Regions from separate parts of the Mus musculus genome. Here region 2 is linked to region 1. Evidence: chromatin contacts called from public HiChIP or PLAC-seq data. All regions are on one chromosome and are shown on one strand. Each heading gives the region's core, a stretch centred on a gene start, on an enhancer-like site or on the middle of the called end of the contact. The rest is flanking DNA. Distances are from core to core; before and after follow the strand shown. Region 1 overlaps Mthfs (5, 10-methenyltetrahydrofolate synthetase). Region 2 holds the start of Minar1 (membrane integral NOTCH2 associated receptor 1).

Region 1 (3,771 bases), core at 128-2,627:
GCTCTCTTGGCTGAAGCCTGAGGCAGGAGGAATACATGCATCAGTCAGCTCTAAGGGAAGACTTAAGTAAGAAGCTCTGCTCAATTTCACTGGGAGTTCTAGAGGAACTTCATTCCTTTCTCCACCAGTTCAAGAAATAGTGCCTCATATTTCTTAATTCAAAGGAGAAATTCTCTTAATAAATGCAATTATCTTGGACTGTACTTAGCAGTAGAGCTCATAAGCATGATCTGTTTAATGTTTGTGACAGCAGGCGAACAAGCAGATTTGCAGGTGGTAATGTCGAAAGCACAGACTGGAAGGCTACTCACCCTTGATCCCACAGCTAGGAAATAGCATGGTCCTTGCCCCTTACCAGCTGCCTTCAGAGGAGGCTGCTCTTTCAGAGCAATACCAAATAAGGGGAAGAAGAAAGACTGTGAACAAATGTAGGGTATAAGGCTGGTGCAGTTTTCCAAAAGTTAGCTTTGCAGTTTCGAATGCAAGAGAACTGTGGAATACACCTTCCCCAGGAAGAACAAATAAACAATAAAGTGTGGCTGTGCAGAAGAACTGGCTAACACCCAGAGACCTCTGCCTGAAGGTCTTGTTGCCATCCTGATGAGTGGAGCTCATTAGCTCTCCTGGTTACATTTCATTCCAGCCAGGCTTGGGAGACAAGAGTGGAAGGGTTAACTGGAATCAGGATTATGGTGGGCACTATGCTAATGTCTTCTGTTAATGAGCCTTTGCTGATTGTAAATCATGTAGGAAGAATATGGGTGAAGAAGGAAGGCTTTTCTGTTCTTCCTACTGAACTTCGCTTTTGTGGTTCATTAGGGTGTGTCTAGGGGTCATGCTCTAGTATATGTGGCATGGGAAGCTTGTTGAGCCCACACCTGATTTACTTGTCCCACTGATTTCTTCACTGGGGAAAGGTGACATTCAGAAGTACTGTTATGGAAATGTCAAGAGTCCCAGATAGGTAAGTAGGTAGGGTAGGTAAGGTTGTGCATGTGTATGTGCGTGTATGTGGTGTGTGTGTGTGTGTGTGTGTGTGTGTGTGTGTGTGTGTGTGTGCTCACGCATGTATCAGGCAGCAGAAGAGAAGAGAAAGGAAGAAAAGATGGTGGCAAGCCACAGAAAGAACTTCAGGGGCAACAGCAGATGGGGGAAGCCAGTAAGGAATGCAATATACATTCAGAAAAGCACTAAGATCTAAACAGCAGAAATGGGAAAATACCAGAAAGGACTTTCAAAGTCCTAGGTACTGGAACTGGGGCCACAGTCAAGTGCACAAATAGTAGAAGGGATTTGGGTGGAAGCAGTTCTAATGGGCATGGACGCAAAGGCCAGATTCCCAGGTAGAATGCCAGGACTTCTGCAGGGCAGTTTCAGGTCCCTGAGTTACCCAATGGCCAGAAGGCCATTCTCACTTCTGCTTAATAGCTAGAGAATTTCACGTTTAACTAGTGGCCATGCGAGGATAGACTTACTCATAATGTCACTTCTTTAATCCAAATATATATACCTTAGAGTTATTGAAGTCGGAGGTGCCATGCCAGGATTGATCTGTCTGAAGATAATGTACTCATTTTTCAGGGTCTTTGTGCTCTAGCAGTCTATTAAAATCCAAGCATGAAGGATGGCTTGGAAAAAATTATGGCCTGCAAGGAAAATTGCTGTCCAGCCGAGTCGACAGAGACATATACACTCAGCTCTACAAGACAGACTCTAGGGAGAAGCAGACCAAGCCCAGGGAGGAGTAGGAGCAGCAGCAAACTTGATCCCAGCGTGAGGGCTGAGAATGGCTTTCCTTGACTGTTTCTCTCCTCTGGTCTCTTCCTCCACCAGCAGGAATGTGATGGCTCCAGAATTCTGCCTTTTTTCTGTATGTGTCGGCGCTGATGAATATCCCAGCTGTTCTGTTGCCGTACCTTTTTGTTGCTTTGCTTGTATAGTTTGTTTTTTATTATGTTAGCTAGTAACCCATATGAGATGTTCCCTCTTAAAAGTTTAGGTCTAGAGTATACTTATTTTGGCCATAAACACAGTGTCCTACAGACTGCTGGAGCTTGTCCATCTTGCTTGGATGACACGCTGTGCTTATCTAATAGTATCTTCCCCTGGTCCTGACAACTGGCATTCTACTTCCTGTTTATAAAAGTTTTACTCTTCTAGATACCTAGTATAAGTGGAGTTATACAGTGTGTGCGTGTTTATATGATTGTTTTTCCATCTAGCACAGTGTCTTCTTGGTTCATCCATGTCCACTATTATTAAATTGTCTTCAATTTTGTGGCAGATTAATACCTTACCATATGCATGTGCCATGGTTTTGGTTATTTGTTTGTTTTGATCAGTTGTTACTCTGGTGGACATTTCGGCTGTTCTACCTTTGGGCTATTGGGTACACTTCAACATGAAGATGGAAGTGTAAAGATCTGCTGAGATCCTGATTTCAGTGTTTTTGGATAAACACCTAGGAGCAAGGTTTCTAGATCTTATGGTAGTTCCACTATTAATTTTTTGAGAATTCCATGTACCTTCGTCCTGGCATTTGTTCTTCCACTGCTGGAGAAAAGTGCACACCTGTCATCTCTTATTCCTTGCCCCGGTCTTTCTGCCCCATACGAAACTGCCGCTTGCCCCTTCCCTGCGCACTATCCTGCTACCCTTCTTTTGGCTTCCAGGATGTAACTTGACTCTTGACACGTTCTTAAAAAGCCCATGTCAAGTCAAAATACCCCATGACCAGGACTTCTCACCCAGCTAAATTTACTTATTCTCTACTGGAGTCTCTAGAGCCTTTGCTTCTGTAGCTTTGGGACAGTTGATAGAGATGTCATCTTAGCCTGATGTTACATGTTATTTTAAATGAACTGTCATCTCTTGAAGGCAAGGACTCTGTGTCCTCTCTGAAGATTTTACAAAACACCTATTCACATGTGGAGAGGCAGAAATCATAGTACATATATGTGTTACAGGTTTAGAAGGCAGGAACTTTAAGTTAGTTGCTCTTCAAAGGTAAAGAAGACCCTTGGCAGCAAGGTCCAAATGCACAGGACACTGTCCATTCCTATAGAGATAAAATAATGGGACAGGGATAGAAAGGAAAGATCAATGACATCACTTTCTTAATTGTTTTAAGCAAGCAGGCCTTGGAATAGGCAGGCAGGCTTAGCGGGTTGGGTCTGACTGCACCTGAGCTCTTCAGTGTGGGAAGTCAGCAGGCAAGGTGAACATGTACGTGGCAGGAACAGGAAATGGGGTTCACCTCATAGGAAGTCATCAGCTGCTTGATGCCAGCACTATTCTATCAGAACATCCTACTTCTAGCATCCTGAGCTGAGAGCCCTTGGCTTCCAGCCATGGTCTGCCGTGCTAGCAGTGCTGTCAGTGTGCTCACCCCACACCTAAGCTTTAAGTCTGAGCCTACCCTTGCCTGTCAGTGGGAGGGAATGGAAGAGGAGTGGGCCTTGTGGACTGCATGATACTCTTAACAGCTGTGGAATAGCTCCATCCTTTCTGTCTTCCCTGGCCTTCTCACATCCGTCCATCTGTCATGATCCCAGGGTACTGGCTCCCGAACCAGAGAGGTGTGGAGAATCAGCTACATGCTAGAGTTAAAGGAAGGTCTGAGGTCTGCCCACAGCGTCCTCTCACTGATGTGGACAAGGCTAAGAACCTGCCATTTCTATAGAGGCACACCAAAGGACTGCGGAAGGATGGATGCAGGACTAACAACGTTGCTGAAGAATTATTCCCTTTGTCTAACTTGTTTTTTTTTTT
Region 2 (3,751 bases), core at 765-3,264, 390 kb after region 1:
GTTTATTTTCACATAGTTGCAGATCTATACAAATCACTCTTACATGCAATAAGACCCAGACTTTCTTAAGCAGACATTTCAGGTTTCCCTGCAGCCTCTAGTAAAAAAAACAAAAAAACAAAAAAACAAAAACAAAAACAAAAAAAACAAAAAACAAACCACTCTAAACTGGCTGTTTTTTGCAGACACTCCATCATTCCTCATTATTCTCTTATGCTCTGATACATAAAAAGAGACCCAATTCTAAGGGCTTGCTCAGGCCATCCACCCAACTCTCTCCCACTACTCTTGTTTGAGCCATGTCCCCTCTCCAGGCTGTCACTGCTCTGGCAAGGAGCTCATCTCAGAAGGCTCCTATACCCAGAGCAAGTGGCAAGCTTCTACCTGCAAGGAAGATTTCATCAGAAGAGGTGGTAACGAAAGCTTGTTTGCAGGGAGAAGGGGATAAATTACCGGTCAAATGCACTGCCCCTCAATGACTCCTGGAAATCCTTCATGTCATGCTGCATAACACCATAGCAGAGCCAAACAGCCAACCCCCCAAATCCCAGCCGCAATGGCAGCTGCCATGGTCCCACCAGTTCCTAAGAAAATCACCCCATCCTTCAAACAAAATGTAAGTTCTATAAAACCGACCTGTGTTAGCACACAGACTCCTTGTCTCTCCTCCTCTCTGTCTTGGCAAACCTTACTTAATTTCCCACTGAAAAGACTAGCTGATCTCAACTCACCTCACCACCCCACCCCCACCCCGGTGTTTACAACCTTTGACTACTATTTCACAAACAACGTCGGCATGCATGCTGTTAGAGCAAGCTACTCAATTGCTTCCCAGAAGCTCCCTGCACTCTTGCAGAGAGGACCAATGACTACTTGCTGGTTTTGTGGCCTCGCAGAGTACAGGACTTGGCAGGGATGGCGGTAGAGCAGGTGGGAAAGGCTGCTGAGAGGTGAGCTAGTGTGTGAATGAACTCAAGCCCCGCTGCCAGCCAGGCCTTGCTTTGGTGTTTTTCTGGCAGGTGAAGTTGAACGTCTCCAGGAGGAAAGACACCTCCTTTCCACAACAATGTGACTGGAAATCGCAATTTAACGTTGGGATACACTGGTCCGTTTTTCTAGGGTTGGTTCAGTTCTCCACCTTACTCCGATAGGTCGGGGGTGGGGAGGTGTCACACAAACAGTTCACCTACTTGACCCCCAAAACACCGTTGTTTGAAATGAATTCTTAACCAGGAAAACTTGCCCAGAATTTTGTGGTCTTTGGCCATTGTATCTCTACTTTCATCTCTTTTCCCTCCACCAGATATGGCCAAGCCTACTACCTACCGCGCGCGCGCACACACACACACACACACACACACACACACACACACACACGCACACCACACGCAAACACACATACCACATGCGCGTGCACACGCACACCCCTTTTCCCACTACCGTACCGAGCTCAGCGAAAAGGGTCTCCGTGCCCAGGCGGCCTGCAGTCGGGAACCTATCGGAGCCAGGGAGGAGTGCCAGTAGCCTGGGACTTTACACAGAGTCCCTGTGTAATAGCAACCGGCACGTAGCGATCACACCTTGCACGCACATACTTGCACATGTGCGCTCGGGTGCCCATGGGTCTCCCGCTTTCTGAAGTTACCTCTGGGGGCTGCTCCAGCTCTCCGTCCCCGGTCCTCCGCAGCTCTTGCGTGGCTCTGAGGTGGTGGTCCACAGGGCCTCCAACGCAGAGCTTCCCGAAGGTTCCCTAGGCAAAAGAATCCTAGGCTCCAGGGCAGCCCAGGCTTTGCACTTGGGGCAACACCCCTGGCGTAGGTTAACTTCAGCCCCCACAGCACGAGGTCTGGATCTGCAGACTAGGGTCGCACCCGGGCTTTCCTGGGCAGTCGGCAGCCACTGCCCACTTGCATGATGCTGGGGCTCTCAGCGGCTGGAGGATGCGGCCTCAGAGTCCGGATCAGCCCCAATCTCGGTTTCTGAGGCTCAGCCAGTGTCACCACATCACGGTCTTGGATACCGTGGGCAGCTCGGGCCAGGAACTCGATGGCCAGAGACCCAGTTTAGCCTCTCCATCATCTCCCGCCTGGGGAGCAGAGGAAGGCAGGACTCTCCAGCAGTGGGCTCGTGCTCCCTAGGGCGGGAGGGGCAGACTCCAGAGGGGCGCGGCAATAGCGCCGAGGGCGTGCCCTGCCAGAGGCTGCAGCCACCTAGAGAGTGGGCGCCCGCAACCCCAGAGTCCTGAGAAAGCCTCTGCTTCCTTAAGAGTCGCGCCTGCTGAGACCGGGCAAAAGCAAGCAGAGGTTGGAACTGGAGGGAGCCTCGGGCCAGATCCACCCCGGGGTTTGCTTCTCCCTATTTCCGGATGCTGAAGGTGACTGCGGCCCCCAGTGGAGAAGCAGAAGCTAACATCGTCCGCTGCTCTCCTTTTCTCCAGGTGCACTCTGCTCACCCTTCTGGGGCCTCAGACTCTGCAGTGCTTCACCAGGCCAGGGCAAACTGGTCACTTGGCTCATTGATGTTTCCCTCCTGGCCGGTGTTGGCTTCATTGGTACCCAGATTGGAGAGACTAGCGTTCACGTGACCAGCCCTCCCCAAACACGCACTCACACTCTTAACGGAATAGATTTCCAAAAGTCCAATTGGATACATCGATGAGGACTGGAGGCTTTTCCCAAGCCATCTAGGGTACTGCAGTGGGACTGAAATGCAGCAGCCTGCCTGTGGTGCCACCATTTATACAGATTGTCTTCCTCAGCTGGGAAAGTCACACAAACAGCGCTTTAAAGAAACGGAATTATAGTTTCAAACTCGTGGAATCAAGAGAAGAGTAGAGAAAAGAGAGAGAGAGAGAGAGAGAGAGAGAGAGAGAGAGAGAGAGAGAGAGAGAGAGAACCGGAGGGAAGGGGGAAGGAAAGGGAGGGAAGGAGAGGGGAGGAAAGGGAAGCGGGATGGAGGGGAGGGGAGGGAAAGGAAGGGGAGGGAAGGGGAGGGAAGGGGAGGGAAGGGAAGGGGGGGAAGCCTACTATTGGGGAACAAATAACTAAGGGGTGGCACCCTCTTAGGTTACTTTTCCAAGAGTGCAACCAAATGCAGGTTCCTGGCTAACTTTGTGACCTGTGGTCTGTCTTCTGTCCTTGGGAGGTGGTGGGGGCTGGAGGAGGGACACTGGTCTCCATGACAGCTTTCCTGCCTGAGGTTTTTTTGCTATGACTGGAAGCGTTCTAAAAGTGAACCTGTTAATACATGGATACTTTAAATAAAGCCTCATGGGGTAATAAGCTGCCAGCTGGATTTTCCCAGAATTTCACCCTTATTACTTTAGTGCCAGGCAAGACCATGCTCCTCTAGGGAGGACAAAAGCAACTGAGAGGTGAAAGAAAGGTCAAGTTTATTTGATCCACTGTACCTTGCTTGCCTAGGAGTCTAAATTTGTAACCAGTAGTGTCTTGGTCCAAACAATCTGGGGGATAGTCAGCAGTCAAAGATCTGCTAACTGATATGGAAGGCAAAGAGGGGCAGAGGGAGACAGACCTAACCCTGAGGAATAACTGTTAACTGTGCTGAGCAAGAAGTCCATTTGGATTCCAATGGAGAGAACTCTGGAGGCTGCAGCAGCCTGGTTGTTCAGAGAGTAAATAGAGACCTAGCAAACATATTTCTCCCAAAGCCAAGACTGTAAAATCCAAAGAACTGAAGGAGTTGGAACGGGAAGCTAGATGGATAGCGTCTGCCTGCTCCTTGACTTTTA

What was found. HiChIP or PLAC-seq counts read pairs in DNA pulled down with a chosen protein or histone mark.
Region 2: a contact with region 1 is called in an H3K27ac HiChIP or PLAC-seq map of microglia, with 5 times the contacts expected there. The contact joins the promoter of Minar1 here to the enhancer-like site in region 1. A contact is called at or near these places in 8 of 39 promoter capture datasets (the 3T3-L1 cell line, the C10 cell line, cranial neural crest and 5 more), 2 of 484 Hi-C or Micro-C datasets (bone marrow-derived macrophages and cortical neurons) and 6 of 115 datasets of contacts at active chromatin or transcription factors (SST interneurons, astrocytes, embryonic basal ganglia and 3 more).

Annotation. Positions count from the first base shown.
Region 1 is chr9:89,235,929-89,239,699 of GRCm38.p6, forward strand. All of the region lies in intron 2 of Mthfs (5, 10-methenyltetrahydrofolate synthetase), which reads left to right. Among named protein-coding and RNA genes, the nearest start is that of Mthfs, 27 kb to the left of the region's middle. Within about 2 kb of position 1,378, at least 1 of the 459 cell types and tissues checked has an H3K27ac peak or open chromatin away from gene starts, as enhancers often do. A contact at or near this core is called in microglia, where this site is marked.
Region 2 is chr9:89,620,972-89,624,722 of GRCm38.p6, forward strand. It overlaps Minar1 (membrane integral NOTCH2 associated receptor 1), which reads right to left and starts at 2,015. Exons shown (of 4, transcript NM_153509.2): 1 at 1,646-2,015.